Regions from separate parts of the Hordeum vulgare genome. Here region 2 is linked to region 1. The links are chromatin contacts, called in public Hi-C maps. All regions are on one chromosome and are shown on one strand. Each heading gives the region's core, a stretch centred on a gene start, on an enhancer-like site or on the middle of the called end of the contact. The rest is flanking DNA. Distances are from core to core; before and after follow the strand shown. Region 1 overlaps LOC123425861 (a long non-coding RNA gene). Region 2 holds the start of LOC123425863 (phospholipase A I).

What was found. A called contact is a pair of places that touch in the nucleus more often than the background predicts.
Region 2: a contact with region 1 is called in a Hi-C map of leaf, with 3 times the contacts expected there. The contact joins the promoter of LOC123425863 here to the enhancer-like site in region 1. A contact is called at or near these places in 2 of 6 Hi-C or Micro-C datasets (leaf and seedling).

What each region holds. Positions count from the first base shown.
Region 1 is chr2H:205,391,145-205,398,059 of MorexV3_pseudomolecules_assembly, forward strand. It overlaps LOC123425861 (a long non-coding RNA gene), which reads left to right. Exons shown (of 3, transcript XR_006621940.1): 2 at 1-22; 3 at 425-1,023. Among protein-coding and RNA genes, the nearest start is that of LOC123425861, 5.1 kb to the left of the region's middle. Within about 2 kb of position 3,712, at least 2 of the 3 cell types and tissues checked have open chromatin away from gene starts, as enhancers often do. A contact at or near this core is called in leaf, where this site is marked.
Region 2 is chr2H:205,586,534-205,593,448 of MorexV3_pseudomolecules_assembly, forward strand. LOC123425863 (phospholipase A I) reads right to left here and starts at 2,489. Exons shown (of 18, transcript XM_045109607.1): 1 at 1,734-2,489; 2 at 804-951; 3 at 579-657; 4 at 335-488; 5 at 25-234. The coding sequence starts at 2,300.

The sequences.
Region 1 (6,915 bases), core at 2,462-4,961:
TATTGTATCACAAAATGATTAGGTATGTCACTGTACCTACTAATCTTCCTGCAAAATGATCATGTTTTCACATTTTCCTGAAATGCTCTGATTACTCTAATCAATTGACACAAGTCTCATTTTATGATCATTATATTACTCTGATTAAGATTATGATCTTGTACGAAAAGCATCATGCAAGTCAAATTGCCAAATTCAGGTTCGTGAGATGAACCTCCTGCCAAATTCACATCACTCCCTCTCATTTGATAGTAAATGATTATGTTGTCAGTAAATATGTCAGCATCTACTTTGAATCATTAGAGTATCTCTGAATTGTGATACTCATGGAGTACTCGTGTGTTCAAATTATCGCTTCAAATTCAGTTGACAATAACTTGTTCACATTACTGCCAAATATTGATGGAGTTTTTACCAAATTCAGGTTGATGAGATGAATGTGGGCATCAACCAACCCCAGCAGGAGCTCCAGGAATAACCTCAACCTAGGTGTGCCGTGTGCAGCACCGGCACCACCGGTAGTGGCAACTCTAGGACAAGGCCTGGAGGTGGAGTGGAGGAGCGCGTGGGCCTGGAGATGGAGAGGAGGAGCGCCTGGACCTGGACGTGCACCCGAGATCGGGAGAGGAGAAGCGCCTGGACCTGGAAGTGGAGGCGCTTGGACCCGGGCGCAGTCTTGGAGGAGGAGGCGCCAGGATCTGGGTGGAGGTGGAGGTGGAGGGCGGGGCCAAAGGGGGAGGTCGAGGTCGAGGTCGGAGGTGGAGGTGGAGGGCGAGTGCGTGAGCGGAGGCGGAGGTGGAAGACGCTAAGGCCGCGCTTGGTATCGGTGTATTTCAATACAGAGGTATTTTATCTACAGGTGTAATTTACCGGGCAAGTAGCGATTTCCGGCCGAAAGCGAAACGACGGCCGGAGGCGTGTATTGTTTACAGCTGTATTGCTAATGAAAACGACAATCCAATCATGACCTTGTATTGTTTAGAATTTGAACCGAGGCCATAAAGGTCCATTTGCCCTTTTTCACCTGGTCGGAAGATAATCCCTAGTGACTTATTATTCGGAACGGAGGAAGTACTGATTTATCATTTTAAGTATGTTCACATAATATATACTGTATAAGATATTACAAAGTATGTTACATGAAAAAAAATAGTTAATCCATAATTTTTATAATACTATGGAATGCGTACATATTTGTACGTAAAAAAGAGTATGATAAAAATATGGTACATACTACCTAAAAGTAGTATATATATATTATCTAAATATTTTTATATACTACATACTACGCATACATATTCTCCGATATAATAGATACTACCTATAACATATCAAACAAAAGTGAGAGTAACTACACCGATCATACGAAATATTTGTTATATATATATATATATATATATATATATAGGACGACCGTTTGGGGCTCCTAGGTGCCCAGGCTCCTTGCATTTGCACCATTTAATTGCATTTAGATGTGTGTTACAAAGGGTAATGAATTAATCCATCACTAATTAGCAATTTTGAAACAATTATGAGACATAAATGAATGTTATTAAGCATGGTCTAGCACGTCATGCATGGAAATATATTTTAAAAAAGAAAAGTACTACACATTATGTATATGGACATTTATTTCATACAGGTATGAATTAGGTATGTATGAATTCATTTTTTAAGTATGTGCCCGTTTGATTTTTATATGTATATACTTAGAATATTTACTATATATGCACTAGATTTTTTCTACGTATATACCCAAAATACTTAGAACATATCGATTAGATTATGTATGTGCAGATTCATTTATTTAATACACACGCATTACATTGTTGACTACGTATATAGCAAAATATTTCGTATGTATGCATTACATTTTTTGTGTATCTATATACCCAGAATATTTAGTACATCCCATTCGACAGGGTCGGTCCTGAGATTTTGGGGGCCCGGAGCGAAACTAAAATTTAGGGCCCCTAAGTATAAATAAATAGTGCAGATTCCGTGGGAGATGAATTATGATCATGATCACTCACATTGTTATCGTCCGCGTCGATGTCAACATTGTCTTCTGTATGGATATCATCTTCTAGATTCACATTACTTGGTTCTTCCACAAAAACTAACGCCAACTCGTCTGGATTTTTTGAAGTGGTTGGGTTACTCGCCAAAAACTTACGAAGAAATCCTCTTTGTGAATCTACCAATTTTTAATCTCCTTTCCACTTTTTTCTTTTGACAGCACCTGATTCAGGCTTCATTACTACTCCCTCTGTTTCATTAATATAAGACATTTTAGAGATTTTACTATAGACTAGATATGGAGCAAAATGAGTGAATCTACATCCTAAAATATGACTACATACATCCGTATGTAGTTCATAGTGGAATATCTAAAAGGTCTTATATTTAAGAATGAAGGGAGTAATTCTGAAAATAAATAAATCTGAATCAAAAATAGGGCATTAACTACCCAAAGATTTAAAAGGAATCACTAGAAGTAATTGCAGGTCCAGATCCATCAGGCATCAGTAAATTGCAAACTAGAACGAGAACTGATCTACGAATCAAACTAGAACGAGATCCTCAGGAGAAGTGGAGAACAGATAGACTGACGGACATTACGGAAGAAGCAACCGGCGAGGGCCCTTCCGCGTGCCGGCGTGCGTGCCTGCGTGGCAATGAAGCCGACGTCCAGGGCCTGCCCGCAGCCCGCGTCGTAGTCTCGTACTCCTACAGATGAGAGTCGCGGCGTGCAGGGAGACGAGAGACAGGCATGACGAGAGACTTTACAATACCTAGTACATGCCTGATCTAGTATACATATTATATATGCAGCGGGCCCCCAACAATTTTGGGCCCCGTGCGGCCGCCCCCGCGGAAACCCCCCCCCCCCCCCCCCCCAGGGCCGGCCCTGCCATTCGATTACGTATGTATGGATTCACTTATTTAGTATGTATAGATTTTTTTTTGTGTCTATATATACCTAGAGTACACAATATTCTTGTTGTAAGTGCATACTCGTCGTATTTACATACCTCGGCATAAAATTTATGAGTATATACCCCTAGACAATAAATACATAATATCGTGTGTATACATGTATTTTTAGGTATATCTTCAGTATCATTTGTGGGTATGTCTCAAAAGAATATACGTCTATTAAAAAGAGTGTATTTTTTTTGGGTACGAACCATCCAAAGTATATAGTTTTGTATATATTTCCAAAGCATGTGTGCATTAAAAAATTGTATGCCGGCATGCAATCTTAGGACCTTGTATGTATGAAAATAATCATGTGTGGGTATTGGCATGCAATATACATTTCTAATAAAACTAAAAAAATCATGAGTGGATATATGGACGTACAAAAAAATCATGCATGGGCATACATACGTAGGAAAAAATCATGCGTATGTACGTAATTTCTTTAGTAAGTATTAGATACCCCTATTATATCGTTAGTAAACAAAAATACATGTATTTAGATACCCAACAATTCAGGAAAAAAAATCAAAAATTAATACAATTTATTGTATGGCAAGTCTTGCATGCCTAATCCTTAAAACATAAATAAAATATAAGTATGGAAAGTCTTGCATGAAGAATAGTTAGGAAACAAATCAAACATTCATTGTACAGCGAAGGATCAGGGTCACTGAAAGGTGGGGCCTGTCTGTTAGTGTCTGGTTCGGTCGATCCAATCAGGCTAGAGGTGGTCACTTGACGAGAGAAGGGCTCGAGCTCTCTTGACACAATCCTGGCGTCCATTCGGACCCACCAGTCAGCGGCTCAAACTATAGTGAAGCAACGCAGGGTGCCGGCGAGGAACAGAGATGGCGGTGGAGGCACCGGAGCTTCTCTGGTGACCCAACCACGCGGCGGATGGGTGCAATCGATTCGCAAAGAAAGTCCGTGCTCACACATGCAGCATACGACACCGAACGACAATGGGAACACGCCGGTGACGAGGTACAGAGGCGGCAACAGCAAGCTCGAATACGAAGCTACAATGAGCAAAACTTTCAGTTGACGACAGAAATGGACCCTACGCTCGACTGTGACCATATACGCATGCACACGCACGGCTTACTAGGTCGTAGCACTCGCTGGAGCTGAGGTCCAACAACGACGGGCTCGTGCTCTCATGGCAAACGGCCGAACGGGGCTACACAGAGCAATCAGGGCTTGTTTGGTTAATCCCTCCCACAAGGGGATTGAAGTAGATTGAAGTGGATTAAGGTGAATTTTGACTTGTAGGGGATTTAATCTCTTTCAATCCCCTCCAAACTCCTTTAAATTTTGAGAAACCAAGCAAAGCCTCAGAGAAATTGTAGGAGGGGATCGGCGAGGATGCTCGCCGCGAACACGTTGATGGCCTTAGCTTACCGGGAGGAGGTCAGAAACAAGCACGACAACGGTCACACACCTATGGGTGGCCGGAGTTGATTAAGGGGAATAATTTGGAGGTCCTTGACGTCCCACGGTGCGGAAGTGGATGTAGATGACGTAATCGATGTCAGAGAAGAAGACGGACATCGCGTGGTCGAGGACGGTGAACATTGGTTACGCGGGCGCCATCGCGAAGCTATGTGTCGTGTTGAGGAAGTGGTTGCTACGAGAGGGGTTAAATAGGGGCTAGGGCGAGCCGGGCGATCTCACACGCTCTCGGGCTCGCCATGTGTGCGGCGAGGTGAGAGGTGGACAAAAAGGTGGGTGCGGGTCGCTTTGGTGGCGAGGCTTACAGGTGGGGTCGGCTAGTCCACATGGAGCGTACGGGCTGAGGGGCGAGCGAGCGAGCAGGTGAGAAACGTTGGCACGCGTGCGAGGCACGCTAGATTGCGCTGCTGGGCTGCACTTGTAGCCTCCTCTCTCTATGTGTGAATTTTCTTTTCCATTTGATTAAAACAGAAACTTGTAGAAAACTCCAGAGAAAAATGAGAGGGTTTTTTGAATGAAACACAATGGTTTTGGACTCACCAAATTATGCTCTATTTAATAGGATTAGTTTGGATATTTTTAGAGATAGAAAAATAAATCAAGTTTGAATTAAATTCAAACTTGAGGTATTTCTGAACCCAAACAAATCTATATGAAACAGCTGAAATTTGGAGGTGGGATTGAGGAAAATATTTTAGGAGTTTTCAGAAAAATAGGGAACAATAAAATAAGTCAAGGTGGCACACTTTGCAAAATAAGAAGGAAATAGGAAGAAGTAAGGGGTTTTGTTTGGAATTGATTTGAGTTAATTCAAGGAAGGTCATGCCACCAAGTTGCAAGGCTCATCACAACAACACACTCACACTCAAACATATCATGATGCAAAAAAATGAAATGGATGTCATGATGCCATGATGCACAAATGGATGTCATCAAGCAAAACTTTATTACTCAAGTCAATTGATGGCATGGCATACAAGCTTGAACTCATGGAAATGGTTACAAGATTGGAAATTTACACTTGGGTTGTTATAGGAGCATTGGCCCGGTTTGTTGACTAATTATCCAGGGGTTAATTACTCCCTATGCAAGTTATTAGTTAGGTAAATGTAATACCAAAGTTGGACCTTGTCGGAAGATATTTAATCAAAGACGAATTACCAAGGGGGCCCCATAATAATCCCGAGCATGTTAGGAGCGCTCAATATGGAACATAATACCGATAATCGGAAACTAAGGCGACAATGGTGAAACAAAACACGAGGCAAAAGGTCGAGCCTTCCACCCTTCACCAAGTGTATAGAGGCATTAATTTAAATAGCAAGAATAATGGGATATCCCAAGATATCCATGTCCCAACATGGAACAAACTGTACGTGGAACTAGCAACAATATAAGAGGGGTTGAGCAAGCGGTAACATAGCCAAACAACAATTTGCTAGGGTGTGGAGGGTTAGAGGCTTATCATGGCATTTTGGGAGGCTTAGCAAATAAGTAGTAGGCAGTGAGACACAGCGATAGATACGAGACAACTAGCGTGACAATGATAGTAGTGATATCCAAGGTAATTGTCATCTTGCCTCAAATCCCGCTTGAAGAAGAACGAACCATGAAGTAGTCGAGCAAACATAGTCAAACAAATCCTCAGACTGTGAAACACTTTGGAAACTCTAGCGAGGAGAAGCAAATCCAAAAACAAACAAATGACACAGTAAACACCACAACATATTCATGACATGATGCGCAAACAAATATGATGCATGTCCATTTAATTATGCATGGCATGGCAAGCAAACCAATCAAGTACTACCCATTAATTGAGGCTCAATATGCAACGAGTTGCATATTGACGAAACTCAACATTTTGAATTGTTTTGTTCACTCTCGCTTATTTACTCAACAAGTTTAACTATTATTAAACATGGCAATGGTGAAGCATGAACAAACTATATTATCTAGGCATTTTAAATGAGGTCGAATACAACATATGGTATTTTCGAAACGACCCCATGTGCATATTAAGAATTTGGTCCTATTTTGCCTAAACATATTTTATATTTGTCAAACAGGAAAACAAAATGCACCATGTTATTCTGCATGTTTTTCAAAGCAAGTTACATATATAGTTCATTTGAGTCGAAGTTACGGTTATTAAGTTACGAAATAAACCGTTTTAATAGGTCATTAATGCAAACAACAAGTTTAAACATTTTTAACATGGATGAAAGTTGCATATTATTAATATTCACAAAAAATTAGTCAAGTTTCATATTAAAGTGTTTCAATCTGACATATGGTTAAAGAGTTATTTATGCAATAGGTGTTTTTCTGTAAAACTGTAATTCCTCGGATAATTAGGAAATTTGCAGCACGAAAAAAACTATGCGGGACGAATCTGATGAGCTAATTGGTTGAATAGATTGGGCACGGGATACAATATAATGAATGTGGGCGGTCGACGCGAGATGGCTCACCAGA
Region 2 (6,915 bases), core at 1,239-3,738, 190 kb after region 1:
GGATGTTCAGGGTTGAGTAGGTACCACGTGACGGTTATCACTGCTTATCATGCTGATAAGCTGCCTGACAGCATTTTCTTCTTTGCTAATGGCAACTTGATTGCTACGATCTTCCATTATTTTGGCCAACGCAGAGGCCAGCAAAGGGTGGTGACAGGAAGAGAACCGGAAAACAAGCGAAAAGAAGGCACTAAGTTTGTGCCTGGCCGCAATGAAGTAGGAATAGTTCTCAGTCTGGAAACAAAACCCAAAGGCAAACTTGTCAATAAAAAAGTTGCAAGTAATGAGATGACCTAGCTAGCAGAATGATAGAATTCCAAGATAGTTTATGTACCTCTATTTCCACAGTGACAGACTTAAGACTTTCAAGTGCATCAATTCTAATATTTGCAAGTGTGAGATGCCTAAGGTTATGCAAAGGCAAAATTTCTGGAAGAAACTCTAGGGGATTTCCGAACAAGCGCAATACGCGGAGCTTAGGCACTGACCTGCGGGAAATCGAGAATGAATTGTGAGGAAAATAGCACAAATTAATAAAAGCTACAGGAAAAAAACCTCTATAAATAATATTTAATAACCTGAAATCCAATAATGGGCGGACAAGCTTGTTGTGTTCTAGTGATAATTCCTCCAGCAAAACACATTGCCGCAGTTCTACTGCTTGGTAAAGGAGGGGAGAAAGCTTAGATCATTGCAAGGACAGTTGATATGCATAACCTTCAATGACAATAAGTCTTGAGGTACTACAAAGCTGTAAACACTAATTTTAGAGATATTAATGAATTGAAGGTGTGCTCACTAACCAGGGACAGAAACTAGCATGTTGTTGTCAACTGTAAGCACTTTCAAGTTCTTCAAGTCTCCAACTTCAGGTGGCAAAACTGACAATTTATTGTTGTCAATATATAGCTTCTCAAGAAACGAAAGGCGAGTTAGTTCAACCGGAAGCACCTGCCAAGTTTTTGCATAGCATTTCATGGTTAGAGTTGCCTTTGGACGCCAATCAGTCCCAAGTTTCATAGCCACAAATACAGCCAGCAAAAATATAACAAATAGTATTTCAAAATTGAGAAGCACGTAATAAGTCTCAGTCGACAACACTAGTGAAACTGTTAATAACGCATTAAAGGCCCTAAGGGGACGTAAGCTCAGGATTAGTAACATAATTGGCACGTTAACTATAAGATTTCACTCATTAGACAAAAAAGTCCAGAAGCTATCCTACTGCAAATGTTAGGTTTGATTGTTCAATTCTGAATGCACAGAACAGGCATCTTCCTACAAAACGATCAGCATTAAGCATCACACAGACAGCTAGATCAAACATGATTCCATACCACCAGTCATTACACAACACCGGGTGCTGAATTTCACACTGGAAAAGCACAAGAACAGCAGGGTTTTTTCCAGTAAAAGCTAACAGCCGCATATGACCAAGAAATGTTCACACGCCGTCACCATGCTGCATGTGTCCACCACAAAGCACAGTAACATGGCGCCAAGCTATACACCCGGTGCCCGAGGTTAAACCTGATCATAATCTCTACAACCAAAAGCAGACCAGTGCAGAGCAAGCATCCAAACACGGCGCCAAGGTGAGCTTGTACACAAATCCCAAACCCATGAATCCATGATGGCACTTCCCGTATCTACATTAATCGTGCGCGCATGGAAAACGACAAGGAATTCGAATGTGTGGGAGTGGGAGATGAATGAATGGACGATGGACTGACCATGAGGCCGCAGTTGCAGAGGCTGAGCACCGCGACGGAGCGCCAGTGGTCGGCGAGCACGGGCACCCCTGCGGCGACGGCTCCATCAGCAGCCGGTGCAGGCGCGAGGTTGGATCTGATGAGCCGTGCGAGGACAACGGCGCCGTCGCCGGTGCTCTGCGTGGACCCCATCGCCCGCGCGACCCGCACGGAGCGCAGCGCCTCCCGTCTCCTGACGACCCGCATCTCCACCCCCACCTCGTCCCCGTCGTCGGCGGGCTTGAGATCGACGCAGACGACGTCGTGGGGCGGGGGCAGCGCGACCATGAGCTGGGACTGGAGGCGCAGCGCGACCTGGTCCTCGTCGTCGCTGGTGGACCAGTCGAGCTCGATGCGGAAGCCGAGGTCGCCGTTCATGGTGGCGACAGGCGAGGAGGAGGCGGTGGGCGACGCGGCGGTGGGGGACTGCGGGGGCGGGGCCGGGGGCGAGGAGGGGTCCTGATCGGGCTCGTCGGCGAAGTCGCCGTAGTCGAGGGTGAGGTGGAAGATCTCGGAGCTGCGCTTCCAGCCCAGGCCCCAGGACGACATGGCGGGCGCCGCCGCATCAAATGGCGGGCGCTAGGGTTCGAATCAGGCCGGCAGGAAGCGCGGGGGGGATTGGGAGGAAGTGGTGTGAGGAGGAAGACGAGCGCAGATCAGAGAAGGGAAGGAAGGGAGCGCAGTGTGGGCGTTGCGCGTCTCGGTTCGTTTGGTTTGGCCCTGCGGAATTTTCCGCGTCATTTCTTTGCGTCCCTTTTCTGTTTGGGGTTTTACCTTACCTTCCAAACTCTGCTACCGACACTCTACGGTCCACAGGACAGCGTTTCCTACCCGAAATTAACGAAACCCCCAACTCAACATATAGCTTTTCTTTTACTAGCAAAAGGACGGAACGGAATTTTTTTCGTAATTTTGGATCGAACCCAAGTCTCCCGGACAGGATAGATACGGCGTTGCCAACAGGCTGGCTAGTGCCCTTGTGTAGTCTAATGGCATAAAGGTTGATGAACCAGAAGCTAGCGGCGACGATTTAAGGAAAAAACCGAATCGTTTTCCACTTATTAATGGCATTGGTGGGTAATTTTCATCAACTTTAGGGCAATGTTAATGACGAACGACAGAAGCACTAATTGCTTTATTAGTAGGTAAAGATTTATTTTTTGATTGATGAGGCAAACCCAACCCAACTCAAGGGTTTCGTTATTTCTTCTTTTTTTGCGGGTGACAGGGTTCCATTATTTCCTCTAGCAGTTACGCTAGAGTTTCAGCATTTTTTGTGATGACGACGCTAGAGTTTCAAACCTACCGCCTGGATCTATTATTAGGGCACCCGCTTCCCTCTGTCCATTGGAGGGTTTGCATGACGGAAGAAACCATGACATCGCCGGTGATGGAGAACGCATCCGGCATGGTGAGTGGAGTCGAAAGAGGGAAGGATGATGTGTCGCCGCTCACGGCCCATGCACATGGTGTTGTTGATGATGCAGATAGCAATCATGCCCTAAGGAGTAACCTCGAGGATTAGTTTGTTGGATGGAATCTGCATGAAAAAAAGAGGAGGAGTTAGATCTGTCTGGTGAGATTGATGAACTCATGGTTGGAGTTTGATGGATAGGCATCTTTAGGGTTCATGCAACCAAACCTTTCAGCCATGTTGGTCTAAATCCCTCCGCAATGCATTGAGATCGTGGACAAAAAATTGTTTCTTGCTCGGTTCATATGTGTTGGTGATTGGAATTGTGTCATGAATGGTGGACCGTGGAAATTCATGGATTATGTTGTTGTAATCAAGGAGTATGATGGTTACATGACTACAAACTTAACTGAATCGCTCTCTCGCCTAGGATTTATGGGTGGTCATGAAGACTTAACGAAGAAGAAAGAACTTGCTGAAAAACCCACAAAAAAGGTCGGAAAAGCTCCTTTGAAGGTGGTCGTTAATGGTGGCAGAATTGTCACCACCAAGTACCTCTGGGCGCGACTGTTTGTGAAGTTGGATTTATCTCTCGTTTGTTTTGTCCCAATTACTCTAAAGGGGAGCAAAAAGTACCCGGTGAAGTGTGAAAAACTACCCGATTTATGCTACTTGTGCGGACTAATTGGTCGCGTCATGCCTGAATGTGGGGATAGGCTACACCCCTAGAAACATACGATTGGGGAGACTGGTTGCTGGTTAACTTTGATAGGATGGAATTTACTAGCCAGGTAGACCGTGGCAGAGGACAAGGGAGGCTATTTGGTGGTAGAGGATCGGGCTTTGGCAAAGGTCGTGATTTTGTTCCTAGTGATCTGAATAATGCAGAAAAGAGTGATGTTGAACTTGGCCCTGGCCAAGGACATATGGTTCCTCATGCTAGAAAACAACTTGGGGGTGCAGGTGGTATAGCTACAGAGTTGTCGACCCCGAGACATCAACCCCTAGAATTGTTGATGACCGTGTACTACGACTAGAAGGGCAGCAGGCATAGATTAGATAAAAGCACAATGAGTACACCACAGAAAATTCAAGATCTTAAAAGACATAGGACTGCTACAGAGCTGGGGGGTGGGAGTTCAAATGTGGATGTCAGCATGATATCGGCTACCCTGGTGGTGGGTCGCCCGGAGCAATGAAGCTTATTAATTGGAACTATCGGGGACTCATTGGAGCCCCGACAGTTCGCTCGCTTCTGGACTTCTAGAGGCAGCATGAACTGGATGCGTTCTTTTTGTCCGAGACACATTTGGATGATGAAAGGGCACAAGTTCTGATGAAAAAACTATGCATGGATCATATGCTAATTGCTCCTAGCGTGGATGGGAGAAAGGATGGATTGCTCATGGTATGGAAGGAGGTTAGGATCTACTCTCGGACTACCACTATAGATTTCATCAGTGTGTTGGTGGGGGAGGCAAATGGTGAGATGTGGAGACTCACATGAATATATTGTGAACCTAGCTGGGAAAACAAAGAACGTATGTACTGCGTGTTGAGGGACTTGCATGCCCAGACTAATTTACCATGGTTCGTTATATGAGACTTTAGTGAGATGCTTTTCTCTCATTAAAAGGATGGTGGTGCCCCCCCCCCCCCCCCCGTCATCACTCCAGATTGCAACTATTTGAAGACGCTCTCCCAGACTGTTCCTTAGAAGATATTGGATACACTGGGGACAACTTTACGTGGTTCAGAGGAGGTCTTAGAGAAAGGCTAGACCATGTTGTTTCAAACGCAGATTGGATGTTGTTGCACCCCTTTGTTGGTCTAAGTAATCTTGAGACGGGAAAATCGGATCATAGACCAATATGCCTTGATACTTAATATCTTGCGGGCGTTGTTGAGAACGAACCCACACGAGCAAAAAGCTTTGAAGCATGATGGCTTTCAGAGGGTACTATGGAGGAAATCGCGAAGACAACACGGTCTATGCCCAACTTCCTGAAAGAAGTTTAGTTTGGTACACAAAGATTTACACAAGAGAGGTCGAAGTGTACTAAATGAACCACAGAGAAGGCTTTGGAAGGCTCAAAAGGAGATGGATGATCTCATGAAAACACCCCTCATGGAGGAGGTGAGAATGAAGTAGACTGGCCCCACATATCAATACTAGTCTTTTCTGCGCACTTTGTCCTCACTCATGCGCACCCGGGATCAACTTTCTGGTCGGTCACCCATCCTAGAACTACTGCAAGCCGAGCACGCTTAACCTGGGAGTTCTGCTCGAATGGGCTTCCAGAAAAGAAGGAATTCCTTATTGATATGAGTAGTCTATCATCACCAATAAGCCAGGCTATCACATACACCACCACTCAGAGGAACCGACGTCCTCGTCGGGTCACAGGAGCGTTCCCTCTTGGTACAAACATCTGTGCATCCAGTCCAGTACATGTACCATGCCATGTGCCATGACGGGTCACAAACGTCATGAACAACATGACCGCACACCTGTCCGCAAACATCCGTGTAACCGCGAGGGTCGGCTCTGATACCAAACTTGTAACGCCTCGAAAACACCCGCCGACGGTCGTTACTCCTAGCGGGATCGAGACTGGCCCCACATATCAATTTTCTGGTCGGTCACCCATCCTAGAACTACTGCAAGCCAAGCACGCTTAACCTGGGAGTTCTGTTCGAATGGGCTTCCAGAAAAGAAGGAATTCCTTATTGATATGAGTAGTCTATCATCACCAATAAGCCAGGCTATCACATACACCACCACTCAGAGGAACCGACGTCCTCGTCGGGTCACAGGAGCGTTCCCTCTTGGTACAAACATCTGTGCATCCAGTCCAGTACATGTACCATGCCATGTGCCATGACGGGTCACAAACGTCATGAACAACATGACCGCACACCTGTCCGCAAACATCCGTGTAACCGCGAGGGTCGGCTCTGATACCAAACTTGTAACGCCTCAAAAACACCCGCCAACGGTCGTTACTCCTAGCGGGATCTAGACTGGCCCCACATATCAATACTAGTCTTTTCTGTGCACTTTGTCCTCACTCATGCGCACCCGGGATCAACTTCCCGGTCGGTCACCCATCCTAGAACTACTCCAAGCCGAGCACGCTTAACCTGGGAGTTCTGTTCGAATGGGCTTCCGGAAAGAAGGATTTCCTTATTGATATGAGTAGTCTATCATCCCTAATAAGCCAGGCTATCACAGCTATAGACCCGAGTGTTCTAAATTGCATTAAACCCTCTATCTCAAGTCGTATGAATGTTTTGTTAACCTATGAATTTACTAGAGAAGATATTCGTAAGGCTCTATTTTAGATCGGGGACTTCAAGGCACCGGGGTCCGATGAACTTCACGCAATCTTCTTCAAACGGTTGTGGCACATAGTGGGTGATGAGCTCACAAATGAGGTTCTTGATGCTATGAATAAGAGGAAGATATCGGGTGGATGGAACTCAACAAATGTGGTTCTGATACCCAAAGTTGAGAACCCAGATGTAATAACACAGTATAGGTCTATATTATTATGCAATGTTGTCTATAATATTACATCTAAATGCTTGCGAATAGCCTTAAGAAAAAAAATCCGGTGATTATTTCACCAACTCAAAGTGCCTTTGTGCCTGGTAGACTTATCATGGATAATGTCCTAGTTGCTTATGATTGTTTTCATGCAATGAAGAAAAGGACCCATAGGTCTAACGGTTACTGTGTTGTGAAGT